Linked DNA regions of Mus musculus: all the other regions are linked to region 2. The links are chromatin contacts, called in public Hi-C and promoter capture Hi-C maps. All regions are on one chromosome and are shown on one strand. Each heading gives the region's core, a stretch centred on a gene start, on an enhancer-like site or on the middle of the called end of the contact. The rest is flanking DNA. Distances are from core to core; before and after follow the strand shown.

The links. Hi-C and Micro-C count contacts between places; a contact is called where the count stands out from the background. Capture Hi-C pulls out chosen DNA fragments and counts their contacts.
Region 1: a promoter capture Hi-C map of adipose tissue shows a contact between it and region 2. The contact joins the promoter of Fgf6 here to the promoter of Dyrk4 in region 2. A contact is called at or near these places in 3 of 115 datasets of contacts at active chromatin or transcription factors (all in embryonic stem cells) and 1 of 9 other capture datasets (adipose tissue).
Region 3: a contact with region 2 is called in a Hi-C map of peritoneal macrophages, with 2.4 times the contacts expected there. The contact joins the promoter of Akap3 here to the promoter of Dyrk4 in region 2. A contact is called at or near these places in 7 of 39 promoter capture datasets (the C10 cell line, the HPC-7 cell line, embryonic stem cells and 1 more), 15 of 484 Hi-C or Micro-C datasets (the G1E-ER4 cell line, the STO cell line, Th17 cells and 7 more), 8 of 115 datasets of contacts at active chromatin or transcription factors (bone marrow-derived macrophages, embryonic stem cells, pancreatic cancer cells and 1 more) and 4 of 9 other capture datasets (adipose tissue, embryonic stem cells, liver and 1 more).

What each region holds. Positions count from the first base shown.
Region 1 is chr6:127,014,255-127,016,954 of GRCm38.p6, forward strand. Fgf6 (fibroblast growth factor 6) reads left to right here and starts at 1,288. Exons shown (of 3, transcript NM_010204.1): 1 at 1,288-1,677. The coding sequence starts at 1,332.
Region 2 is chr6:126,920,459-126,923,158 of GRCm38.p6, forward strand. It overlaps Dyrk4 (dual-specificity tyrosine-(Y)-phosphorylation regulated kinase 4), which reads right to left and starts at 1,381. Exons shown (of 15, transcript NM_207210.2): 1 at 1,292-1,381. The coding sequence starts at 1,329.
Region 3 is chr6:126,851,692-126,854,391 of GRCm38.p6, forward strand. It overlaps Akap3 (A kinase (PRKA) anchor protein 3), which reads left to right and starts at 1,407. Exons shown (of 6, transcript NM_009650.2): 1 at 1,407-1,559.

The DNA of each region.
Region 1 (2,700 bases), core at 38-2,537, 94 kb after region 2:
AAGCTGTCTGAAAACACAGAGATTCACTGAGACATTTGACACGTGCTTCTTAAACAGAGAGGTCATTTTACAGCCGGTATTGCAGCTCAGTTGATAGCCTGCCTGTTTACATGCGGGACATCCCATGTTCAATCCCCGGCACCACATACAACCAGGCTTGTTCGCTCATTCCTGCTGTACAAGTTCTGAAGATCAAGGTCAGCATCTTCAACCACACAATGAATTTGAACGTTTTGTCTTGGTGAAACGATTGCTCAATGGTTTATAATAAGGAAGGAATAATAAGGAAGATGCGTGGTGGTCCTTGAAAATTTATTTATAAGCAATGTCCTGAACAGCCTCTGGACCTGTGCAGAATCTGCAGGTTCTGACCCTTCTACTTACTGCCTGCCCACAGTAATTCAGACAAGCCACGTAACTTCTTTGTGACTTGACTTTTGCAACTGTTAAGTGGGAATGCTATTAGAGGCCAATGGTGAACTGAAGCAGGGGGATAGCCTGATACCACTGTCACTGAAGACCATGGCCAGAAAGGGTGAGCAGGAGAAGGTGACCCATCCCTCCTTGTCTCCACAGCCCTCGTTTCTCCGGACAAACCCTCTCCTATATGCCCAATACAGAATATGCCCTGTTCTGGTAGATGGGCCCTTCTCTGCCATGAGCTCTTTCCATGAATAGGTCTTGAGAGCCACTTGTAGGCCACCATCCATCACCTGCCATCACGCCCTCCCCATCTTTCTTTACCCTTTGCCCTCTAAGGAAGCCAGTGCAGTGGGGCCAAGGGCTACTGCCCAATTTGGGTCCTGGGTGGCCTCTGCCTCCCTCTTCCCTGGGCCCCCAGCCAGCTCCACCCTCCCGCAGAGATGCTCTCTGCTAACTTCATTCCTGCCTCTAGCTGGAATGACAGTGGCTCTCAGAATCCCTGGGGACTGGAGAGGGTGGTGAGGGTCTGGGGAAGCAGCCAGGCCCAGGAGCAGGTTAATGTTACAGCCCTGGGTAAGTGAGCTGGGCCGGCTGACGTCAGGGTGGTGATGGGTGAAGGGGAGGGCCGGGTTACTGAACTATAGGTCAAATCAAAGAGAATCACCTTGGGACAGAGCCCTGCATGCCGGCTAGAGAACGTCCCCACGCCATGGTCTATACCGGCCACAGCTCAGCCTGGGTCCTTCTGCTCTCAATCCGAGTGCCTGAAGCAGGCTTTGGTTTCATGTCAGCAGCCTTCATCTGCCTTCCAAAAATAAGCCCCTGCCGCCATGCCGAGGGGAGAAAAACAAGAAGGGCGGTATTTTTAGGGCCATTAATTCTGACCACGTGCCTGAGAGGCAAGGTGGATGGCCCTGGGACAGAGGCTGTTCATCACTATGTCCCGGGGAGCAGGACGTGTTCAGGGCACGCTGCAGGCTCTCGTCTTCTTAGGCGTCCTAGTGGGCATGGTGGTGCCCTCACCTGCCGGCGCCCGCGCCAACGGCACGCTACTGGACTCCAGAGGCTGGGGCACCCTCTTGTCCAGGTCTCGAGCTGGGCTAGCTGGAGAGATTTCGGGTGTGAATTGGGAAAGCGGCTATTTGGTGGGCATTAAGCGACAGCGGAGACTCTACTGCAACGTGGGCATTGGCTTCCACCTCCAGGTGCCTCCTGACGGCCGCATCAGTGGAACACACGAGGAGAACCCCTACAGTGAGTGTCACTAGAAGATAGTTGGGGTGCTTGCTGGCTTGGGCACAAGCAGAGTCAAAAGATGAAGGGAAATTATGCTGGTGGGTGGGGCTGCACTCTAAAGGGAAGATGTGCTGGGTAACGTTTAAATGGTTTGATCTCACCCTGCCCTGCCCAGAAAGAGGTGCAGGCTCAGTAAGACCTTTACTTGCATCTTGGTGTCCTTAACCATCATCCCAGGTAACTCCATCAATGATCCTAATTACTCCAGTATTAGTGGTCCAGATCTGGTCTTCCTGAAGAATTATAACTACTCTGGTAGGGGAGATAAGTTATGATACTCTATCTTGGTTAAAACCATGAGTTTCTATTCAGCTGTCATTTTTGAAAGGGAAGGGCAAGTAGTCTGAAAAATGCCCGTCTGAAGCATCTCCTTGGTGCCATGCTTCAGGTGCCTGCATTGACAGTATTCTGGCCAAGGCAGGGTAAGGGCTGTAGGGTCCCAGACAAGCCATCTGGCTCAGTGTAGCTGCAGTGTTTGGGGACTGAGTTGAAGGATGTAGAACAGACTTTAAATAATCAAAATTGATTGATTGATTGAGTGAGTGAGTGAGTGAGTGAGTGAGTGAGTGAGTGTGTGTGGTGTGTGTGTATGTGTGTGTATGTGTATGCTTGTGTGTGTGTGTGTGTGTGTTGTTGAGAATTAAACCCAGGGACCCAGGACATGTCATGCAAGTACTGTACCACTGAGCTATATCTCCAACCCCCACTCCAATCCTTCAAGTCGAGAACCTCAGGTGACAGATCTACGGAAAGCCCAGATGCAAAGCTAATCTTAAATAGATGCTTGAGTGTCCGTTGCAATCTCCAACTCCAGTGTAAAAACTTTTCCACAAGGAACTGAATGTGCTACCAGGATGTGACCGGATGCAGCTAGTGTCGTGTAGGGATGCTATAGGACTGTCTAGATCAAGGACAGATGTGATGGAGAGGTGGAGCCTCTGGAGAAGGGGGACAGCGGGATGCCTCTGAAGTACTCGGGTT
Region 2 (2,700 bases), core at 131-2,630:
AAGATTTCTTTAATTTATACAACATAGAAAATCTTGGTTTTCTCTCCTACACCTGCTTCACCCCAGGCACCCTGTGGGGCTTTGCCCACCTTTCCTTCCATGATAGAGCATCCATCCCACATTGTCCTTATTTTATGGAATCTCTCCTAAAGTGGCTACTGTTTCCAGGAATATAGTGTTCTTACCATCCCTAGGTAGTGTATTTATTACATCCCTGCTGATCCTGGTGGCTTGATGAATATAGCCTATACTAGCCTTTTCTTCTTTTTAGATGAGTGCTAGGGTCAGCTAAAATCATAATTCACTGCCTCGGGATCTTGCACATTTGAGAAGTAGGCATTTTAGCTCAGGTGTAAACAATTTGGAGTTGGTGAGGGCAAAGTCAGAGAAGTGGTTGCCATATTGCCAGACGTGACTTCAGGTTCCCATCTTCTCCTGGGTATTGAAAGTTTAAATCCCAGAATCAGTAAGGCATGGCCCAGAATCTCACTCTGTAGCCCAAGCTGGCCGGACATTTGCTGTGTTGCAATGTTGACCAGGCTGGCCTCAAACTTAAAGGTCTCTTGACTCAGAGATTACAGGAGTAGGCCATGTTCGAAGATTCCTTAGAATTCGACCATCCCCATCTCATCCCTCAGGCAAAAAACAAAGGACATTCTCATGAGATGTTTCCCAGTTTTCAATCTTTATCCAAAGTGTGAGTTAAGACTGGGGAAGCTGGTGTTTTTTAAAATCATGTCTGAAAGAACAATGTTTCCTAAGTCCCAGCAGGCCTGGATATTTCAGACAGTGAACGCTCAGAGGGTGTGGAGCCACCACCTTAAGTAAACTATGTTGCTAAGTACTGGGGTTTTTCCTGCAGTGCAAACAAGTGAGGGAAGTTGATCTGGGCTTGTGATCCATACGGTCCTTGGTACACTCTGTGTCAAAGGACTGGGGTGTGTGTCTGTGTGTATGTCTGTGTCTTTGTGCTGTGTGTGAAAGAGACAACGATACCACGTGCAGAGACGGTGTGAAAAAGAATCTGCTCCATGCCCCAAGTTGCTAGAGTCAGGACCATTCCCCGCCCCCATTCTGGCACTCAGCGGGAGTCCCTAACACAGTGTTCCTTTAGTAGGAGTCAGGATGCAGGCGAGCCGCAGCTGGCAAGAGCTAAACCTCTTCTCCTTCGCGCACCCGGCCCAGCCCTCGCTCTTACTTCCCTTCTCCCTTTCCACTTGCCCCTTGAGGACCCAGCCCTAGTTGGCTCAGGGTTTGCGCCCATCGCAAGCCTCTTCTCTTAGGCGCTTACTCTGTCCGGGTGAGGGCAGGAAGTCGGAGGAGCTGCATCCGGCTGTCACAGACAGGGATCCCTGCAGAGGTTTAGGAGGAACCCTCAACCAGGCGCAGAGGGGCCACACCCTCCTAGCGTTGCTGTAGAAACCGCTCAGGCCCTTTTTGTGACTCTGAGCTGAATAGGCTTACCCCACTTAAGGCCCAAACCATCTTTCGCATAGGCCAAAAGAATACATCTCTCCCCAACCTCGTTTTCTCTCTCCAATTCATGGATCACCCAAGGTATGAGTGAAATCCCAGGACCCTGAGATTAAAGTTGGCTGGACAGGCCAGACTGGAAAATTTCTAAGATCTTTCAAAAACAGTATGTGGAAGTAGATAAAAGCCCTGGATAGAATTTTCTTATAAGATGTACACTTCGACTGTACTAAGTTTCAGAAAGAACCACATGGAACTGTGACAGTGGCATGTCCTGATGGGCTCTGATACCAGGAAGGGACTCACTGAAAAGAAGCAGAGTTGAGTTTAGCGTTCAAGTCCTTAGACATTTAGCTGAGTACCCGAGGCAGCTGTGACGGGCAGACTGCGGTGTTTATGTGGTTCCCCAGGAAGCTGTTCATTCTGACTTAATGTTTGAGACAAGTTTCACTACATAGCCCTGGTTGGCCTGGAACTGTGTAGACCAAGCTGGCCTTGAGCTGGTAGGGAAGCATCGTCCTCTACTAGGATTAAAGGTGTGTGTCACCATAGCCTGTTCATGCTTTTATTTTGGGAATGCAGTGTCAGTAACGTCTTGAATGGATACACAACGGGGTGAGGAGTAGCAGCGAGGACCAGTCCATCAGAACACAGATAGACCAAAGCACAGGCATGATACGGTGGCGAGTGTAACATGAGAGAGCTACAGTGAGTCAAGGAGTAATCTGCTCTTTGGGTATGATGATTGGGGTAGGTAAGACCAAGCGAGGAAGAGGTGCGACCGCGGCCAGCAACTGATGGTTATTAACCCTTGTAGCTAGGCCGGTTTTAACACACTTTGAAGTTTTTATTTAGTGTGTCTGAGTATGTATTACATATGTACATGCACCACTGGAGTGCAGGTGCCCGTGGAGTCTAGAAGAGGGTGTTAGATCTGCTGAAGTGGAGATTCAGGCAGTTTTAAGCCACCTGATATGGGTGCTGGAAAACAAACCTGCGTTCTGTGCAAGAGCCGCAAGCGCCTTTAAGCACTGAGCCATCTCTCTCCAGCTTCTGAGGGACCTTATGACTACAAAGAAATAATGCGAATCATAATAAAACCCAAGTCCCTCCAGTGAGTATTATATATTTATAACAATGGTTATTGCTCAAAGCATACAAATTAACTCAAAACCAGGTAACTAGGTGGGTGTCACAGCACCCACCACCACTAGGGAGGCCGTGGCA
Region 3 (2,700 bases), core at 157-2,656, 69 kb before region 2:
CTGGGATTAAAGGCACCACCACTGCCCGACCCCTTTTTACTTTGAGACAGTGTTTCCCTAAAATGTTGAGGCTGACCTTGAACTTCAGTTCTCCTGAGTAGTTGAGACACTGTGATTTCAGGTCTTCACCTCTGGGCCCAGCTGACCCAGTATTGATGAGAATTGCCATTTATCCAATTGAACTAGAAAAGAAGCCCTTTTACTCTGAAGCTCAGTAATGCCCAATTGCCTTGCATTTCTTGGCCTCCTTCTTTCTTGACTAGAGCTCAGAATTTGCTAGCCCCTGATTCTGAGATTGATATAAATATTATGGTACTCTCCAAGTTCTGATAAATTGACATATCCCATTCCCATTTTGCACATGCCTCATAACCTAGGAAGTAAGTATATCACTTACCAACTCTGGGTCAAGCACTTTTGGTCTCAAGGTGTCATAGTTGAAAGAGCACTGATTTTAATACCTGGAGTATTTTATCCAGTTCAACACCTAACTGGGAAACAGATGCCTGCTGCTTGCCTCAAATGATTATTAATAGGCTCAGGTGACTAAATGATATAAAGAACCTTGGTCACCTGCAAAAAGCTGTCAGCCAGCCAGTGTGCCTGCCTCTTCAAACATCAGGGAAGTACACAGATGCAGTGTGTCTGAGCTGCAAAGGCTCTGGCAGAAGCCAACAAGCCTACTTTTTTTTCTAAGATGAGAACGATCCATAATAAAAGTTGGTAGTTGGCAAATGGCTTTATTGAAGGATACCAATATCCAGTTGCTTTTGAATCTGTTCGGGTTTTTGTTGGTTTTGATTTTGTGTTTGGTTTGGGGTTTTTTGGTTTGGAGTGGGTGTGGTGTGTTGTTTTTCACCTTTGTTGGAACTTTGTTCCTTGGTTAGACTGTTTTTGGGCCAGGCATGGTGGCTTGTGCCAGTGACAAAGCCAGCAGCAACAACGAGAGAGATGCAGCCCCACAGTTAGTTCAGGTCATCAATTTCAGGACTAGCCAGTGTGAATCAGGATCCTCTCCTGTGCTGCCATCTGAATTTGTTGACAATACTCTGCTGTTTTAATGGAATCCATTGGCTTGATTTTCTCTCCCATATTCACCCACCTCAAATACTAAAGGAAGTGAATCAATAGGAGAAAGCCAGGTCAGATAAGTGGATATGTTGATAATACTCTGCTGTTTTAAATGAAATCCATTGGGAAAGGCTTCCCCTCCCATACTCCCCCATTTCACTCTAACACTCAGAAGTAATAGGAGAAAACAAGGCCAGTTCTTCTAACTGGATGTCAGAGCCATAGAGTATATTTATTTCCACCCTTCCTCCTCCCCCCCCCTTTTTTTGAGCACTCAATCTTAGGCAGCCTCACATGGTTGCTATAGAAACAGTGATGTCACTAGCTGCAATTCTGATGTCACTCCCTAGTGCCAACAAGGAGGAGGTGCATGGAAGGCTGGGGAGGGAAACAAGATCTTCAGCTGAGTAAGAACATCCCAGCATCTTCATTGACTTTAAAAGTATATTCTGGAGTCTTCTGTGGTTCCCTATAACAGAGCTTCAGAGGTAGGAAAGCCCATTGGGCTGGGAAAACAGCCCATTTTCTGATCCCCTGTGGTTAGAAAGGAGAAGTGATGGACAGCTTTTTTTATTTCAATCTCGGCTTCCTGCTTCTGCCCAGCCAGTTTTAGTTTCCGCTTTGAATCCTGTGGGACTACATGGATTCCCTCAGCAGCATTCCATCCACTGACCTTTCACATCAAGTTCAAAGTTACTTACAGGTCTGACCTGCTATCCCAGACTAATCTATTGTGGGCCTGAAGGATTCACTCCTTCCAAGTGTGATGTTCAGAGTAGAATACAGCCTGCCTGTTGGATTTTCCAGCTGTATTGTCTGGCTAATTCCACATGCTCTTTTCTCTCCAGAACTCTGAGTAAATTCATGCTGGTAGATGAGTCTGATTCTCACCCACTTGAAGCCTCAGAGCTCTTTAAACAGAAGCAGATTTTAGGCAGCAGAGCACGGGGAACAGGTAAGCTATCTGTAGCTGTGCGGAATTCAACTATCAAGTAGCAACAAGACTTGTTGGGTTTCTACAGGGCTTCAGACACAGAGAGAAGAGACAGAGTGGTAGGAGGGGATAGAGACAACTAGTAATTCGTCCATATTAAAATGAATACTAAAATTTGGTTGAATAAACTTCAAAATGTATGAAGGATATGTAGGAACCCCCTCTGAGCCTGGTTTACACTGCCTAAAATTTAGCTTTTTCATGAGTTAAGGCATCTTGAGAAATTAGGAAATGGGGTGGGGGTGGGGAGATTTCTTCAGGTGGTCTTGTGGCCTGGAGTAGAACAGGCCTAACCATCCCTTCCTCGCTCAGCTCTCCACCAGCATTCATGGCTTGCACTCCTCTCCGGTTTGAGGTAACAATCACTTTGACATCCTCCTCCCACCTTTTCACACTGGCATCTTGTGATCTTGTTTGTCCCTCCTAACTGTATCCCAGGCTTTTTTAGAACTCACGGTGCAGTTCAAGCTGATCTCAAACTTGCTGCCGTCATTCTGCCTCGGCCTCCCAAGTGGTGAGATTATAAACATGACCCATGACATCCAGCTGGCTCATAGGCATCTGTATGATGTATGTCTGTATGTACACACATGTGCATGAGAGAACATGCATGGAGAGGTCAGAGGTTGATAACA